Linked DNA regions of Oryctolagus cuniculus: region 2 is linked to region 1. A link is a contact called in public Hi-C data. All regions are on one chromosome and are shown on one strand. Each heading gives the region's core, a stretch centred on a gene start, on an enhancer-like site or on the middle of the called end of the contact. The rest is flanking DNA. Distances are from core to core; before and after follow the strand shown.

Region 1 (4,515 bases), core at 1,108-3,607:
ATTGGCCTGGGAAAATCAGTGGAAGATGGCCCAAGTGTTTGAGTTCCTGCTACACACATGGGAGACCTGGAAGAAGCTCCCAGCTTTGAACTGGCCCAGTACTGGCTATTGTGTCCATCAAGGGAGTGAACCAGCAGATTCCCCTCTGTCTCTCTCTCTGTAACTCTGCCTTTCAAAAAATAAATGAATTGCAAAAAGAAAAAGAAAAAAAGTCTTGATACCAAATATTTTGAAATAAACATTTTTATAACTCTTCAGTACATCCCATGTCATCTCATTACTCTGTAGAAAAATGTGTTATATGGTAATGCATTTAATAATGATAACCAACAAATAAAAATAATAAACAAAAAAGCATATACCAACAAACAACTGCTTGCCTGTTTCTGCCAAAAAATAATTTATTGTTAACATAACAGTGGAAGCTCATAACCTATTTTATTTTCTGCATACTTTGGCAGAAGTTGTTTTGAGAATATATTTTACTTTTTTATTATATGTATAATTTTGTTGCATCTTTAAAGACGTGACTAGGATGATGGCCATACTCTACTCATTATTGGTGACAGCAACTATGTGGAAAGCACTATGAGGGAATGGGGTTGTGATGTAAAGGGTTGAGCTGCCATTGGGGATGCCCATATTTCCTACTGGAGTGTTTGGGATCAAGTTCCACCTCTACTTCTGATCTAGCTTCCTGATAATGCACCCTGGGAGGCAGCAGGTGACGGCTTAAATACGTGGGTCCCTGCTACCCAAATGGGAGACCTGGATTGAGTTCCTAGCTCCTGGCTTCAGCTTATTTTGGCTGTTGTGGGCATTTGGGAGATGAACCCAAAGGTGGAAAATCTCTCTTGCTCTCTCTCTCTCTCTCCTTTTGTTTTGCATGTCAAATAAATAAATAAGCTCTTAAAAACAGTATTATGGGTAAGACTAATTACAGTCATCCTCCAATACTTAGAAGAGATTGGTTGAAGGTCCCCCATGAATTCCTAAATCTTCAGATGCTCAACTTCCTTATAGAAGATGGCATAGTACATATTATCTATTCCCACTCTTCCATATGGTTTAAATCATCTCTAAATTATTTACAACATCTAGCCCAATGTAAATGCTATATAAATAATTGATATAACTTTTAGGGAATAATGACAAAGAAAAAGCCTATGCATGTTTGGTAAAGATGCTTTTGCAAATATTTTCGAAAAACATTTGCTTAGTTGAATCCACGGTTGCAGATCCCATGGATATGGAGGAATGACCATACTGGGCCTTCTTTAGAGATGTTTACCTTCAACTGCAAATATCAAGAATAGGGTTCTAGGCAGGCGCCGCGGCTCACTAGGCTAATCCTCCGCTTTGCGGCACCGGCACATCGGGTTCTAGTCCCGGTAGGGGCACCGGATTCTGTCCCGGTTGCCCCTCTTCCAGGCCAGCTCTCTGCTGTGGCCCGGGAGTGCAGTGGAGGATGGCCCAAGTGCTTGGGCCCTGCACCCCATGGGAGACCAGGATAAGTACCCGGCTCCTGCCATCGGATCAGCGCAGTGCACCAGCCGCAACGCGCCGGCCGCGGCAGCCATTGGAGGGTGAACCAACGGCAAAGGAAGACCTTTCTCTCTGTCTCTCTCTCTCACTGTCCACTCTGCCTGTCAAAAAAAAAAAAAAAAAAAGAATAGGGTTCTAAATGTTACAAACCCATTTCAGTTCAAACACATCCCTATCAGTAATGCAGGCTTGTGTCATGGTGTGAAGCCACAGCCAAGGCTGGCCCACAGCCAAAGCACATCAGAACACCAGCCCAGAGTCCATCCTGTGCTATGGGCTCCAGAGTTTGACTCTCACCCCAGGTCATTTCCCGTGACCTTCTCAACCTTCTCAATGATATTCACAGATATGCAGTATCTTCTGTATGTACTAAATCCAGTTCTTGAGTGAGAGGTGACCAGGCTGAGTGGGATCTTGGAGGTTAGTCGACGTTTTATTAGTAAAGAAAGAAAGGTGGATGATCACTAAGATTAAATAGGGAAGGCTGGATTTTCTTAAAAAAAAAATTCCAGCTAATATCTCAATCACTTAACTGAAATGACTTTTAAAAGTCTCCCATTCTTTTTCCTAAGGATGCCAGCAGGAGCAGCCCGTGCAAATCCAGGCCCTCCATATGTCAAGCAGTGTTTGTATGTATTTCAGCGTATCCAAGCAAGGCCTTTTTAACTTTCCATCCTACGGACGAAGCTGTACTTTCCTGAATGGCAGCCAGGAAAAAGCTTGGAGGTTTGGCAGGAAGACTGTGGGAAGCCTGGTGCAACCCCAGGCTGAGATCTGGAGCAGAGGCCTTGTGCAGAGGCGGACGAGAGCAACACCTCCCTTTGTTTCGCTCTCCGCATGAGTACAAATGGAGCCCCCAGATTGCAATCAGGCCCTATTGTATAAACTTGGGGTTTCCATGCCATACAGCATTTTTGGCAGCGAGAGACTTATTATTTTTCAGCTGGAAAACCAATTAGCATTCTTTTTATATCTGGGTGTTAATACTTGGGCCTTAGAGCAGTTTTTTTGGCCAGCAGCCCACATGGCTGTAGTCTCTTGGGCAATGCCTGACAAATTAAGATAAAACCGTTACTTCATGTGCTTCTACAAAGAGAAAACAGAAACTGCTTCCTGCTCTTATTAATTGGATGAAGTCAATTTCCACATTTAACAAATACAAAGGTAGGCACAATCACAGTGTAAGCCCATGGCCCTTATCTCTCCCCAGGCTGGTTCCTCTTCAGGGATGTGGGCAAGCAGGGCTTGTTGGTTGCTGACTAAGCTTTCCTTCTCCTGGAAAAATCCTTGTGCTCAACAGGGGTCTCTGTCACCTCTCTCTATCATGGGCCTCGACCACCTCTAGGTCACCCTTTGACCTGTGTGGTATGTTTGCTTCAGCGGGTTTGAGTGATGTGATTTACCTGGGGGAAAGAGCTGCTGGGAGATTCCAGTCCCGACAAGCAGATTAGTCATAACAGTCAAGAGGGCACTGCCCAGTTTGAGAGAAGTAAACACAGCCAAATATTTCCCTATCTTGAAAGCAGAGCAAAGTAAAGTTCATGCTCCGGGAATGCAGTTTATGATTAGAGAAAGCCATAACTGGGCTGCTGTCTCAGGATCTCGGAACGTGCAGAGAAGGGGAGGACAGGAGGTTGGAATTGCTGTGGGAGGTGCCATCCTGGAAGGCAACCCCCCATGATAAACAGCCCTTGCCATGGCAACAAGGCTTCATGCCACAAATCGGAGGCATGCAACTCTCCGGCAAGCAGGCCACAACTTGGGAAAATCTCCAGGATGATGCAAAATATTTAGAAGGGAAGTGGTAAAACAAACAGAGAGGAAGCACAGCAATGCACTACAGTTTGGAGGCAAAAATGTTAGGCACAAAAAATAGTTTGGGTGCAATGACAACAGCTTTTTTGTGTCCTTGGTACTGAATGCACATCTCTCAGCTAGAAATGGCCCCAGGGGTGGCTGCTCCCCCTGAAGACTTTCTTTGTAAATAGTGGGTGGGGGCATCCTAAAAAAAAATCCATTTGAAAGACTTTTTTTTTTTTTTAAAGAATTTGTACAGAACATTTTCTTTGTAACAAAATCTATTCTGGAGCTGTATTATTTAACAAGGGGGCTGTGTTCTGACTCATACGGGAATTTATGGTGCAGTTTTTTTTTCTTATTGCTGTGTTTGCCGACAAGAGCAGAAAATTATCATCTATAAAACCTAAAGGAATGACTAGACAATGCCAATCACACACAGGCAAAGCAACCTTGGACTTGAGTCTCCAGGCACCAGGAGTCCCCTAACCTCACTATGCGTATGGTGGCTGTACCCACCCCTCACAGTGTTGCCAGGGTAGCCTTGGTTTACTCCAGTTGCCCAAGTTTAATCACTAACAGTGCCCTCTTCACTCACAAAAGTGGTTCTCTTTGGGGAGTAAACAGTTTGGTGACCCTCTTGCACAGAGCCCTGGGGTCTTCTGTCGACTTCCCCTTCTCCCAGAGCTCTGGTAAGCTCTGCCTGTGGCTCTGTAAGGCTCAGAACCTAAAACAAAATTTGAAAAAGGGAGTGTATCACTTAAGAGAGGGCCATAGGGAGCTGCCACACTTGCAAAGAAGAACGCTCATGAGTTTGGCATCACCTAATGGGTAAAGGAGGAGACATTGTCCATCCCTGTGGCAGGGGTTCTAAACAAGAGGTTCTCCATCAAATCCTAGGAGGCAGGCAGTCATTTCAAAATCAGCCAGGCACACAGCCTCTTAGTGTGCCTTGCAGCTAGAAAGCATTGCTTAGAAGTTCCAGACCAGAAGGTGTTCAGCCATTTCCCACCTTCAACAGCCACACCGCTCAGCTGCAGCTCTTCGGATCAGAATGGAAACTCTTTGATCTCTTTCACATCTAAGTTTAACTGTGGCCTGGGCCCAAAAGGTGGACTAATTTTGGCAACTTCCCCTGTACATTTTTTATCTAGAGATAAAAGGAGCACTTGG
Region 2 (4,252 bases), core at 987-3,486, 78 kb after region 1:
CTCATATTAGAAGAGAAATAAATCTCATCTTCTTGAATTTCAAATTAATAAAACAATGCAAATTAATAAAACAATGTCCTCAAAGAGCTGGCCATGAAAGAATGGGATGCATTCAGGGTATAGGAGCTCAGAGATCCATGCTTCCTTGAATCATGCATCATTTTATGTAACATCTCCTCACAAATAGTTATTGCACTTAAAATGCAGAGTTAAATGACGACATTAAATAATAATTCTTTTTTAAGACTTATGTATTTAATTATTTATGTGAAAGGCAGAGCAACAGAAAGAGGAAGAGATAGAGATAGAAAGAGGGAACTTCCATCCATTGAGTCACTCTGCAACTAGCCACAACAACTCAGAGTAGGGACCAAGCCAAAGCCAGGAGCCAGGAACTCCATCCCAGTCTCCCACATGAGTGGTAGGGGTCCAAGCACTTGGGCCATCTTCCCCAGCACATTAGCAGGGAGCTGGATCAGAAGCCCAGTGCCCAGGACTCTAACTGGCATTCTGCTAGGGGATTCCAGCATTGCAAACAGTGGCTTGACTTGCTGCACCAGGGCACTGTCATCAAATAGCACATTCTTTAAACTTCAGAGCAATTTACTCACTTTCTTGGATAAAGACATTTTTTGTACATTAAATTTGTAGCAAGACTTGATGTCATCCACTTTCTGCCCAACCCCAATCCTATTCCTGATCATCAAACAGAATAAAGAGATATGGAGTCAGTATTAGATACACACAAAGGCAGATGTGACCCATGTGAAATATGTACCTAATGCTGATAATCACCTTCCACACAGCACTAACACCTGCATGACACCTGGACTGCTCTGCTCTCTTCCTGGGTCCCTCGTGGAAGTTTCTTCAGGTCTTGCATGTGCCCTCAGGGGACCTTCAGACCCCAGATCTGCAGAATCACCTGTACAAAAACCAGCTCTTTCTCTTATAAACATTGCTGCCTTGTAACATACTTTAGAATTATTATTATATTTTGCTAATAAGTTTACATTCCATCCTACCAAATGTTAGGAAGTAGTGGTGGGGAAGAAAATCAAGTCTCCCTATACAATTAAGGTTATAGTTAACTTACATACAAATCAACCCAACACATTGAATCATATACAACAACAAATATATTTAATAGTAAAACTTTGGTTTTTGTTTTGTCTTCCAGTATGCCTTCAGTAAAGACAATATAACTCAGGCCACATAAAGTTGATTTCAGCAACCTAATTCTATCCTGGATGCCCCTCTCCCAACCCCCGCCCAAACCTCTTCTACAGCCTAGTACAATAGAATTGCCTGATTTGTCATTCCCCAGGATTTGGGCAGAATGCCACTAGGAAGATCGTCATCCTGGAAACAACTAGGCATCTTGACAAAATTTCCTCAAAGCAGATGTAGCAGATGTAGCTGACAAGCTCATAGTAAAGACTGTCAAGTCAAAAATAGTCCCAAAGATACTACAACTCACCCGGTGGCTGGCACATGATAGATACTATGGATAATACATATACCATACACATTATACTGTTATATTTATACTATATTATACTATAGGTATTATAGGTACTCATGAAAAAGAAGTGATCCTGTTTTTTCAAACAATAGGGCCCACCTGAACTGGCCACATTTAACTTCAGCACAGGAAAAGTGCCATCAACAGAGACCAAAGAATGTTGTCCAAAATGTTACTCAGAGAGGAAAGAGTCTATTGAGGTGCTATAAATATTTCCAAAACAAAATTTCAAACTAAATACATTTAATCATTGCAAAATGTAAACATTAAACAGGGGAATTGAAAAAAATTACGTACAAATTATATCCTGTTATTGAGAAATACTGCAATAACTGTCATTTCATCTCATAAAAGAAGTCAAGGTGGTCGTCATAACCCACACTGGTTCACTATTCCATCGCAGAGATCTTGGACAGTTTTTGGCACATGTGCCAGGTCAGCATAATCAACAGTTATTAGCAAATATTTCAATGTCCAAAACCTAAGAACTGACACCATGCCAAGGAAATCAGGGTGTAGACAAAAGAAATGTGAGGAATTCAGCCTCACCTTTTAAAGCTTTTATGAGAAACAATTTTATGAAGAAAACACCTGTTGCATTAATATAGGAAGATTATTTTAGCTCAAGAAGATGTAGGTGGCAAATCAAATAATGGAAGGTAGCTGAGCACAGGATATGGAGAAGACAACATTAAATGCACAAGGAGTTCAAGTGTACACCGGTCTGTGCAAATGGCTGCTCTATTTTCTGTCATGTTCTACTTGGGCTCCCAGTGAGTGAATAGTTGAGGGTAGACCCAGGGTCCAGACAAGCATTAACAACCTTCAGTATCTTCTTTCTCATCCTCTCACATCTATTCTCAAAATACAAATCACTCCCCTCCTCTTGCCCTCCAAAAAAGAGTTCTGTTTAAAGAAGCTCCTTGGTGGCACAGATAAGGGACTTTCGATATCTTTTTCTTGGAGTGCTATTTATTTGTACCAAGTGTTAACTAGTCTCTGGTCTATCGCACATTGTGACTTCCCTCCATGTTTACTCTCCAGTGCATGCCAGTGCTGTGGTGTTATTTCTCCCAACACGGGAAATGTGCCAGAGTATAATTTCCCAGTGTTCTCTGCTAACCTTTGTCTCTGCCCCCTGCCATTCTGGCCACTCACTTGTACAGCTTTCCCCACAGTCAGTGGGGCCTTGCCAAGGATGTGGCATAATAGCTGAGAGTTTGTGTGTTATGCCTGGCACAATGCTAAGTGGTTTTTTTTTTAATGCATTGTCTTACTTGTTCTGTGAAACAACTCTAGAGAAATATGCTGCTACCATCCCCATTTTTAAGATGAGGAAGCTGAGGCTTGGAGGAATGAATGCAGTTGTCAAGGGTGAGTCACAGAGCTGGCATCTGAGCATAAAGAGGCAAACTTGAAAACCCACACTCTGAACCACTTCCATGTAATTGTGGTCTTTAAAGAAAATAGGAAATCCGTTCAAATTGCCTTTTGAAAAATGAGAAAACAAGAATAGAGGACATATTTTCTCATGTGCCACCCCCTGACTCCTACCACAATCCATGCGGAAAAGACCCTTATTCACAATTTTGTTGAAAGGTGGTTAATATACAAATGTCAACATGCTTTTCTCAATTCATTATAATAAACTGAGATAATATTTCACATTTTTAAAAAAGCTGAAATCTTAGCAAAGGTTGTGTTCTCAAAAAGTAATGTCAAAGGATTGCAAGTTATCTTACTAGCAAAATAATACACATGCTCTTATTCGTGGAGTTCAACATGATATTTTTGATAGCCATTGATCGGGAACCAGGTAGAGAGTGCTACCTTTTCTTACAATTTTTATAGTTTTATTATACCATGATTGATATACAATAAATTACATACACCTGATATGCACAGTTTAGAAAATAAGGACATGTGTCTACATCTTTGAAACTATCACCCAATCAAAATAATTAGTCTTTCTATATGTTCAAAAGTTTCCCTGTGTTTTTTCCTCTCCAAGTCAACTACTGATTTGCATTCTGATACTATATGTTGGATTTCATTTCATAGACATTAATATGAATCAATCTTGAAATATGTTACTTTTCTGTCTGCTTTCTTTTATTCAGTATGATCATTAATGTTTCATCAATATTACAGTGTATATCAATAGTCTATCCTAATTGTTGTGTGGTATTCAGTTGTATGAATGCACTAGAGTTTATTTATCAGTCTAACAGTTGGTGGATATTTGAGTTGTTTCCGATTTTGGACTTTTATAAGTAAAATTGCTATGAACAGAAGTGAACAAATTTTTGTCAGGATATGTGCTTTTATCTAGAAGTAGAACAACTGGGTCACACGGCAAGTCTACAGCTACTATTTAAAAACTACCATATTGTTTTCCAAAGTGATTGTACCACTGTACAAGGGGCCCTTCCCCTTTCTAGGTTAATCACTCAGTCTATTGTCTCCAGAATGGCCCCCTCCCAATCATCACCTAATTAATTCACCCCATATTCAAGTTCAACAAGAGTCTTCCTTAATCCCCTAAATCAGGTGCTTTTTTTGGTACTTCCTTCTTTCCATGAGTGTATTTCTGCTGCACCATGAGCAGATCATTTTGTAATATCTGTTTATGCTTTTTATTCCCCTATAGAGCATGAACTCTTGGACACAGGGGTGTTTCTGATTCTTCATTTTCTCCATGGGTCTTAGCACCATGCTTGGCCTGTG

The links. A called contact is a pair of places that touch in the nucleus more often than the background predicts.
Region 2: a contact with region 1 is called in a Hi-C map of an unstated tissue, with 3 times the contacts expected there. The contact joins two enhancer-like sites. A contact is called at or near these places in 3 of 6 Hi-C or Micro-C datasets (embryonic fibroblasts, skin fibroblasts and an unstated tissue).

What each region holds. Positions count from the first base shown.
Region 1 is chr3:151,793,989-151,798,503 of mOryCun1.1, forward strand. No RefSeq gene overlaps it. Among named protein-coding and RNA genes, the nearest start is that of TES, 140 kb to the left of the region's middle. Within about 2 kb of position 2,358, at least 5 of the 8 cell types and tissues checked have an H3K27ac peak or open chromatin away from gene starts, as enhancers often do.
Region 2 is chr3:151,871,800-151,876,051 of mOryCun1.1, forward strand. No RefSeq gene overlaps it. Among named protein-coding and RNA genes, the nearest start is that of CAV2, 73 kb to the right of the region's middle. Within about 2 kb of position 2,237, at least 1 of the 8 cell types and tissues checked has an H3K27ac peak or open chromatin away from gene starts, as enhancers often do.